2 separate regions of the Gossypium hirsutum genome follow, and region 2 is linked to region 1. Evidence: chromatin contacts called from public Hi-C data. All regions are on one chromosome and are shown on one strand. Each heading gives the region's core, a stretch centred on a gene start, on an enhancer-like site or on the middle of the called end of the contact. The rest is flanking DNA. Distances are from core to core; before and after follow the strand shown. Region 1 holds the start of LOC107927263 (protein NOI4). Region 2 overlaps LOC107886257 (a long non-coding RNA gene).

Region 1 (4,715 bases), core at 232-2,731:
TAGCATGTATAAATACTCGAATACGCTCATCAATAAGACACAATACAAAGTTACTCGACATGAGGAAATTGAAAAAGAAAAGAGGAAATTGAGGAAAGGAGAAGTTGTTATGAAGTTTGCCATTGGGTTGATCCATATTTACAAAAATTGACATAACAAAAAAAGAAGAAAAAACCCTAGCTAGATATAATAGATAAAACAACGATAAGATGAAGAAGAAATTAAAACCCCAAAGATATAGAAAGAAACGAAGAAAAATCTGTGAGAGAGAGAGAGGAGGTGGTGAGAGATTAAGGGAAGGGAAGAGAAATAGGGGTTTTGATTTTGGGTCTAGGGTTTCGATTTAAACCAAAAAGAATAAGAAAAATAAAAAGGGAGGATTTAAATCAAGAAGGAATGATTAAATTCACAACCAAAAAGCAAAACAAAAAAAAAATTGAAAATTTGACGAAGAAGAAGAAGAATCGAAGTTGCAGTCGATATTTTCTGGGGAAAAAGCTTTGAATTTGGGCAATCTCAATAGTTTCCTTTTTTTTTTAATTTTTGTTTTTAAATTTTTTTATTAAAAAATACAAAAGGGTTTTAGAAGTGTGACACGGCACATTAGTATTCAGTGCTACCACGTCAGTAAAATTTTAATATCATTAGACTCAGTACCAAATTAAAGAAAAAAAATTTAGATATCAATCTAATAAAAATAGATAAATTTAGGTACTAATTTTACATTTAACCGTAAAATAAAACTACATTTAAATATTAATTATAATTCTTTCTATCTTCATCTTTAATGTATAAATTAATGGTGTAAAAATAGAATAAATTACCATAATGAAGATAATGTGATATACTATTCAATTATATAAGATTTCTTTAAAAATACAAGTGACTGAGTTCTGATACTAATTTTATTAGATCTGTCAATAGGTCAAGTTAACTTCGAAATTGGCTCTAATAAAATTCTAGGCTCGAGTCCTGTCCGACCTAAAAAATAGGATTAAAATTTACTCAAGTTCGACTCAAATTATAGATGTTAAATCTGGGCCTAATTCGTATTAAAATTTTTATTTTATTTTTTTATATAAAAAATAAAAAATATAATATATCAAAAATACTAAAAATATTAAAATAAATGTTTAAACAATAACAAAATTAACAATAACAATTAAATGCCTGTAAAATAATAACAAAATTAACAACAAAACAAGAGTTCTATAATATTTAAACAATAACAACAAAATAATAACAGCATAACAATGAAAAAACAACAGCAAAATAACAGTTTTTCTATTTTACAAATTTAGGTCGGACCAGACTCAGACCAAAATATTTTACTCGAGGCTTAGCTCATTTTCTAAACATATCTTTTTTTTTTTGTCCGATCTCATCGAGTCAATATTTTTAAGCTAACCAATAAAATTAACCATTTATTTAGGGTTATTTAGAAAAAAATATAAATACAAATTTATTTATTAATTTATTTAGTCTTAAAAAACCCAACAATTATCATCAAGCCGTCTGCCAGCTCATCTTATCGTTCCGTTATATTTAACGGTGTCATCTACGCCTCCGGTTCAATTCCACCAATTCCCCCTCCCCGTTTATCCGTTAAAACTAACGCTGGTTATCCCCCCTCCGACCAGTCTCTTTTTCTCTTTCACATTTTCCTCCCCAAAATTCCATTCCATTCTATTGAATATCTTTCAATCTCACTCTAAAAAACTCTCATTTTCTCTCTCTCTAATTTCCCATATCTCTCTTTTTTCCATCACAATAAAAAGTTTCTCTCTCTCAAGAATTCATGTCGGTAAGCAAATCTTTTTTGGTTTTTTTTCTCTTTCATTTCCTGTTTAAATTTGTTATAAAAATGTTTAATTTTTGTTGTCTGATTAAATTTACTTTTCTTTTCAATGGATACGAGCTTTGGGTTGTTGCGATTCATATATTTTATGGGTTCTTTTGTTCTGGGTTTTTAATGTTTTTCCTTTTTGTTTTTTCTTAAAGAATCGATATCGATTTTGTTGCTGATCAAAAGTTTATTTCGTTATCATTTTGGGCAAGATTTTTTTTACTGATTAGAATTGTACACTTCACTTTATCATTTTGTCGCTGTCTCATTTGATGGGTTTTGGTGGAAGCTGGTTTTGAGCCTTTTTGTTTTATGTTTGATTGATGAATTGAATACCATTTAAGCAATTCACTTGTGTGATAGCATGGTTTATGGTTGGAATTATCTTTCTTAAAGGATTGAAAAGAAAATGCTTTAGAAAATATGTGAGTTGTTTTAATGTACTACTAATTTTGTTATGGATATTCATTGAAGTTTGTTCCTTAAGAAAATTAGCTTTTGCTGGGTATTTTCACAGGGCATTTTGTTGTTACTTTGGAAGTATTTGATATTCTAATCTGGAAATGGAAGCTTGTTCTTCAATGTCATGGCCTATACATATGATCAAATTCTGAAAAGTAGACAAATTTTTCATATCGACCTGTTGATTATTCAATTCACCTTCTCTAAGTTTCCTTATGGGGTATATGGCAATGTTAGTTTTCGAAATGTCTGACTAAGTTATGCTTGGATTCCCATGATATTAATTTTGGTTTTCGATTTCTAGTTTATCCTGATTCAAGTTTGACGTTTTGGCAGACTCTTTTTAATCTCTTTTTTCAAGATAATTTAAGCTTTTAATGTATCTTTCAAATTACTTGGTTGTGTTTTTCTGTAGTATATTTTTATCTCCTTTAATGGTGGTTGCGATTCATGTAATTTGTTGTATTGTCACTATCTATGCATTGGCTAACTCTCATTTTCCTACACACCTAACATCTCCCTTCAATAAAAGTTGTCTCAAGTGAATGAGTATTGATTATACAGTAGCTTAAAATAGGTACCCATGAATCATTTATGATTGGTCTTAGGGCAGGTTCTCTTTCGGATTGCTTTACGTAAGTGATCATTAACCGGTGTTTGGTTAATTTAAACTATGCCATCTATTTAGGCCTACAACGGACTGTAATAACTCAAATTGCAACATGCCTTTTTACCTGACTGCTGTAAGATTCCTGAATAGATTTCAATACGAGCTCGGCTGAAATTACTTCTGTTTGCCCTATTGCAAAACATCCCGATTGCTTTTGCTTTTATTAAATGAAATTTACTTTAATCATGTTGAAGCTGAAGTTATGTAAGAGCCGTACGGTATCTAGCAGCTATCATTTAGGAGCTTTGTTGGCATTTAGAGATAAGTTGCATGTGATTGCTTGCTAGTTCGGAACAGAATAGATCTACTCTTGTTCTATTTGAAGAAACCATAATTCTATAAAGACCTAGAAAGTGAAAAATATCTTCCATGGTTATGCTAATAAGTAGGGTGACCTATATGGAAAACAATGAAGAGTTGTTTGTAATATCCTGGTTTTTCCCTTTATTAGAGTTTGGAACCATCGTGGTAAGTAATTTGTTAGAGCAAACAGTTTTGTTGTCGGACTTTCCTAGTTGGATTTTGGACAAGTAATTCTATGCTTGGAGCTCTTTTGTCTGTACAATTTTTTATTGGATTGTTATGACATGCAACTCGAGATATGAATCTTGACAGGCTTTAATTTTGTTGCCTTGATGTTTTGTCTATCTACCTTACTTTGGTTACAAGGATATTGACGGATGCATTTTACTTCTCTTTTTGCTCAACAGGACCAGGGTCGACCATTGCCGAAATTCGGTGAATGGGATGTCAACGATCCTGCATCAGCTGATGGATTTACAGTGATCTTTAACAAGGCAAGGGATGAGAAGAAAACAGGTGGCAAACCGGAGTCACTGGAAAAGGCTGACACTCATGGTAAGCCTGGAGCCGACCCCAACAAACCCCAATCCGTAAGTAATCTCTAACCGACTTAGCACGCATACAACTGATGGTATAATAACAGCTTGCGCGAACGTAGCAATCGTAGATTTCTCTTTTAACTCAGTGTTATTTTTCATTCTAGAAAAAATGGCTTTGCTGCGTTCAAGCCCCGCAGGCGGAATCTTGATGAACTCATGCCGATATAAGAGCTTCCACTGCATGATGAAGCCCCCAGCTTATATCCTAAACAAGATAGGGATGAATGGGGGGCATTTGATAAAGCTCTTTTGGGATTGGATTTCATTTTTGGTTGTAAAAATTTATATTGTGGTGAGATAAAAGGGAGCAAAGAAGACAAGCACTTACTGTATTTATATTTGTATGTAATGATTTGGTAGGCTGTTATGAAAAGTTTGGGTTATTATTTTTCTTCTTTGTGATTGCCTTATAGCTTGTATTATAAAAGCAGTGTAGAGAGGTGGTGTGCTATACAAGTAATTGGTGTGTTTTACAAAAGGGAAATTTTCTTCTTTTAATTTCATTTTCACTTTTTTTTTTTTTTTGCTTTTTCTTTCCAATTTATTTTCAATGAAAATAACTGTAAGTGTAGGGATGTGAATTCAATTTTTATATAACTCTCAATTTTATTTAAAATTTTACTATCTTACCCTCAAAAACTAAAATTGTCGACTCTGGAATTATTAAATATATTTTTTATATTATATTTATTTTTACAAGGTTAGATAAATAAATATTACAATTTTTATAAAAAATTAAAATATTTATGGTGTATAAAAAAGTTAAAAGTTTTATAGTAGTGATCCAAATAGTTACTTAATTATTCAATTGGTAGTATTTTTTTTATTATTATTC
Region 2 (5,195 bases), core at 1,898-4,397, 96 kb before region 1:
AAGCTTTGGGTTGTTGTGATTCATATATTTTATGGGTTCTTTTATTCTGGGTTTTTAATGTTTTTTCTTTTTCTTTTTTCTTAAAGAATTGATAGCACCCTTCTCCTTTGGTGATAACTCCTGCTCTTTATACAGTTAGAAATATTGTTGTTACCGGAGATAATGTGCAAACTCAGGTATTGTTTGGATTTAGTTGTTAAAGATGATCTTTTTTTCTCATTAACGGGCAAACCTTGTTGCTACAAAGTGTGCTATAAGTCATCGGGCATTGCCATGCCTTTTAAAACTTTTGACAAATAATTATGGAAAGAGCATCGAGGTGGTTACTTGTTCGACAATCTCAAATATCACAGCAAGAAATGAAGAGCAGATACAAGTATCATTTTCGAACCTAAGGTTTTATTTACGTTGATTTGTATAATGAAATGATGGGTAATGGTATGAATTTTACAGACTATAATTGAAGCTAATATTATTGCTCCTCTAGTTCATTTGCTTCAAAATGCTGAATTTGATATTAAGGAACAAGCTGCAAAAGCCATCTCAAATGCTACATCTGGTGGGACTCATGATCAGATCAGGTACAAAAATAGTTTCCTATATTATATTTTAAGGGAATCATGACTTGGTAGAGTATGAATGATAAACTATCTCATCTTGGCATGTCACATATTTCAGATTCCTTGTAAGTCAAGGTTGCATCAAGCAATTGTGTGATCTTCTCTGCTACTTCGATCCAGAGGTTTTTACAGTTTGCTTACAAGGGCTTGAAAACATTCTGAAGGTAAGAAAAGCTGATAAAAATATGGGCATTACTGGAGGAGTGAATCTCTATGCACAAATGATCAATGTTGCAGAAGGTCGAGAGAATATCAAGCATTGTTGCAGAAGGTCGAGAGAATATCAAGCATTGCCAGTATTATAATGGCACCGAGAATTATGAAAAGGCTATGGAAGTTCTCAAGACATATTGGTATTATAATTAATTGTGTGGTAACCAATCACAGCTTTAATTATTGAAATCACAAAGTTAAAATTAAAAATACATTTATGCCTCAAGCCTTCTTTACACTTTGCTGATGTTAGTATACATCCAACCATGTTTCCGAAGAAGTAAATTTGTAGTAAAAGGTTTTTTTTAATAAAAGGAATTAAAAAATTATAGGTAAATTATTAAAATAGTCACTTTCGTTTGCCTCAGATTATATTTAGTCACTTATGTTTCAAATGTGTAGTCACTTACATTATCATTTTGTTACGAAATGGTCGCTTTGTTGTTAAGATCCGTTACTCCTCAAACGGCAATACTACGTGACAGTTAAAATGAGTTTTAAATGTCAACATGAATGTCTAGCCAAGTAAATTAATTGGTTTTTTAATTAAATAAAGTTAATTAATTGAATTTTATATATTAATTAAAGGAAAATATTAATTTGGTTTCCTGAAATAATCAAAACCAATGCATCAAATTAATCCTTGAACTGAAAAAAAATAACTTTTGGTCTCCTCTATCTTTTAATTTTCATTTTTATTTTGACTGAAAAAACCATCCATTTTTATCGTCATCTTTGTTGAATCGAATAGTAAAAATCAAATTGGGTGCTCCATCAATTGATTGGATTTTTTATTCAAAATGGAAGAACAAATGATCAATTCAATGGAGGGTCCAAGCATAGATTACAGTAAATAATGGGGTTTTTTTGTTCTTTACTTGAGTTTTGAGTTCAAATATTATATATATATATATTTTTGCAAAAAGGTGGTCTATCTTTTTGTTTTTTTTGTTATAAGTGACAGACAAAAAAGATATGTTTTATCTTTTTTTATTTGTTTATTGTAGGCAACCACAATAGCAAGCATATATAGAGGTTGGTATGTCCATTTCTCTTCTTTGATGATAAAAAAAAAACAATTGTTCCGTCTTTTTAAACCAAAGAAAACTGAGTTTTAGGGTAAAATTTTGTATTCTATTTGCATAAAAAAATTTAACTTTTCTCATCCTAGCTGAATATCAATATTGGCAGTTAAAACTTATTTTAACTGTCACGTCGGATTGTCGTTTGGGATGTAACAGATCTTAGCGACAAAGTGATCATTTCTTACATATCAACATTGGCATTTAAAAACATGTATCTGTAAATGGCCCAATTTGCCCGGGCCCATGAAATGATTAGATAACAAAACAAAAAAACCAAAATAGATTAAAGTCCATCAGTCCATTTCTTACATAGCCCAGCAACAAAAACTAAACAAGCCCAGCAATAAACCTAATCCAAATACACAAACCTAAAACCTAGACCAGAAATACATGGCCCAAATGGCCCAAAATTAAAACACTTTCAGAAACCCTAGGTTCCCTAGGTGCGCCGCAGCCAACACCCCCATGTATGACCTCCGTGCGCCCATAGCCTGGCTCCGTACCCTCCATGTCACCGCGCGCCACGTCGCCTCCTCCGTACGCCACAGCTGGCCAAGCACCTGCAAGCAAATGCAAAAACAACAGCACAACAAAGAGGAAAAACAAACAAATTTGTATTTTCCTTTTTTTTTCTCTATTTTCGGCTATAAAAGCCATGTAATAATCTATGTATTTTTTTACGCATACAAAGCAATCAATAGAAAAACTGAAATTTTCAAGTCGAAAAGGTGATTCATTTCTCTGTTTCTTTGTGTATTGTCACATATATTTTATAAAGGAAATAATAAAAAGAAAAACTTACCGCTTCCTTTGTCCTTCGCCACCATCGGAGTTTTTCCTCTGTCGTGAAAGCCCCAGAAACTCATTGGAGTTTTGTTCGGGTTTCAAAACGCAAGGTGGTAAATGGGAGCCTTTTTAAGGTTTTCACCCTTAGATCTAGGTCTAGAGTTAAAATGGAGGCTTTTTTTTGTGATTTTCGGCCACCGGGCATGGCGGAGCTCGTCGCCGGCGACCGGTGGCCACCGTGGATCTCGCTGGGTTCGATGGCCTAATTAGGAGAAAAAACAGTGTTTTGAAAATTTTTTAAGGCATTAGGCAGAAATGAAGTTAAATTTTTTTTTTGGTTTAAATAAATGTTTGAAACGGCACCATTTTGACTGTTTCCCCTAGACGCTTAAACAGCGTCGTTTCACGCCAAAACCCGTGCGACCCGACCCGATTGATGAAGGATCCACAAGTTTCTTTTGGCTTTTGGGATATTTATGCTTGAGTCCTTCCGCTTTTACAATGTATTTCAATCAGCTCCCATCGCATTTTTCTATTCTTTAATCTTTACCCCATAATTTACTGCGCTTACATTTTAGTCCTTATATGAACGACGCCGTTTTGGTGGAGAAGGGAGAATTTCCCTTTTAGTCCCTCCATATTATTCGCGTGTTCAAATCAGTCCTCCCATTTCCTTCGTATTTCAGATTTGCCTCACTTTTTGTTTAAAAATTCAATTTAATCCTTTCTTTGTTATTTTTGTTACTTTATCATTAAATTAAATAATATTATTATACTTTCTTTTTGTTTTACTTATTTATTTTATTATTATGTTACCAAATTATTTACTTTTGCAACACTAGTATTACCTAAAATTATATATATCTTATTTTATCATTTATGTATATCCTCTAATATATTTTTAAAGATATTTTATTTTAAATTTAGTCCTTTTTTATATTTAAATTGTTCCTTTTATTTCTTATTTTTCTTGTTTTCTTCTTTTGCCATTTTTTTTTGTTTTCTTTTGTTTCCTTTTTGTGTTTTTGTCATTAACCATGTATTTTTTCCTATTATTATCCTTTATTACTTTATTTTTATTCTATTGTGCTTTTAGTATGTCCTTAATGCTTTTGCCATTACCTGCATGATTTATTATTGTTATAGTTGTTATTACCGTTTTCGTTGTTATTGTCATATTCATATTATGCATGTTGTAAATTTCTTTTACTATGAATGGCCATTTAAATGTTTTAGTCCAATCAATTATCTTTTAATTAAATCATCAACTCTTTTTTATTTTAAATAGTGAATAAAGAGACCTTTCGAAAATAAGAAAATATTTCGTGTTTGGAAATTCGAGAAATCGTGCCCTAATGTGCTGGGTTTCGATCTCCCGTTTGACCAAATGACCAAATACCCTTTTAAAATTCTGTTCGTGTTTTTCTTCAATTAAAAAACAAGGCAATATTTCGTGTTTAGACATTCGAGGAATCGTGCCCTAACGTGTTGAGTTTCGATTTCCCGTTGACCAAATAGCTAAATATCCTTTTAAAATTTCCATGCATGAATTTCAAAAATCAAAAGATGATCTTGATTCCGAGGGCTCAAAAGGTCGTACTCTAACGTGCTGGATATGATATTTTTATTTCCTTGGGACAAGAGAATCTTAACATCTAATTCAAGTTATTCAAATGCTTTTAAAATAAATTATATTTTAAAATCTTTTCAAATTTTTCGACATTAAGACATAAATTAATCAATTAGGTACCAATTTTAGGCGTTGCGAGGGTGTTAATCCTTTCTCGTACGTAACGTACTCCCGAACTCATTTTCTTGATTTTCATATGCCAAAGTCAATATTCTAATGAAATAAAATATTTTATTATGTGATCTGATCACACCTAAACAAAAAGGATCGGTGGCGACTCCATCTTCGTTTTAAAGTCGATCCCCGTTTTTCAAAATAAAAAATGGTTTCGACAGTATCGATACCTCTGGAGGGTATCAATACTTTGGGTATTTAATGCCTCAATTAAGTGGTCGTTAAAGCCTATTGTATTGATACAATATAGGATGTGTCGATACTTGCTATGAGGAATCGATACCTTGGAGAGGGTATCGGTATCGATAACTTTGAAGCTTAAATTGGTATCCATACCAGGCAGAGGTGTAGATACCTTATATAGGGTATCGATACTTTGATCCCCTGTGAGCATTTTAACACTTGATAAATGTTTGAAAATTTTGTTAATCAATTTGAACAAGTTCCAAAATATTTTGTAAGTGTTTGAAAGATTATATTTAAAATTTTATCTCTTACAAATATTTTGAAACAAATTTTTACTTTGAAATTTATCAAATTTTATTTCAAAAACAAGTTTTATTCAAAAACATTATATTTGTTATATCAACACTTTTATCAAATTAAAACTTAACTTAACAATCTCTCCCTTTTTTATATAACAAAACATTGTGGTAAATTTATTTTTGAATAAAGTACTCTCCTTTT

The links. Hi-C and Micro-C count contacts between places; a contact is called where the count stands out from the background.
Region 2: a contact with region 1 is called in a Hi-C map of hypocotyl, with 3 times the contacts expected there. The contact joins the enhancer-like site here to the promoter of LOC107927263 in region 1. A contact is called at or near these places in 5 of 34 Hi-C or Micro-C datasets (anther, fibers, hypocotyl and 2 more).

Annotation. Positions count from the first base shown.
Region 1 is chrA11:113,807,992-113,812,706 of Gossypium_hirsutum_v2.1, reverse strand. LOC107927263 (protein NOI4) reads left to right here and starts at 1,481. Exons shown (of 3, transcript XM_041079963.1): 1 at 1,481-1,804; 2 at 3,689-3,871; 3 at 3,985-4,378. The coding sequence starts at 1,799. The coding sequence ends at 4,029.
Region 2 is chrA11:113,904,838-113,910,032 of Gossypium_hirsutum_v2.1, reverse strand. It overlaps LOC107886257 (a long non-coding RNA gene), which reads left to right. Exons shown (of 2, transcript XR_005904486.1): 1 at 1-581; 2 at 679-1,170. Among protein-coding and RNA genes, the nearest start is that of LOC107886257, 3.0 kb to the left of the region's middle. Within about 2 kb of position 3,147, at least 3 of the 9 cell types and tissues checked have an H3K27ac peak or open chromatin away from gene starts, as enhancers often do. A contact at or near this core is called in hypocotyl and leaf, where this site is marked.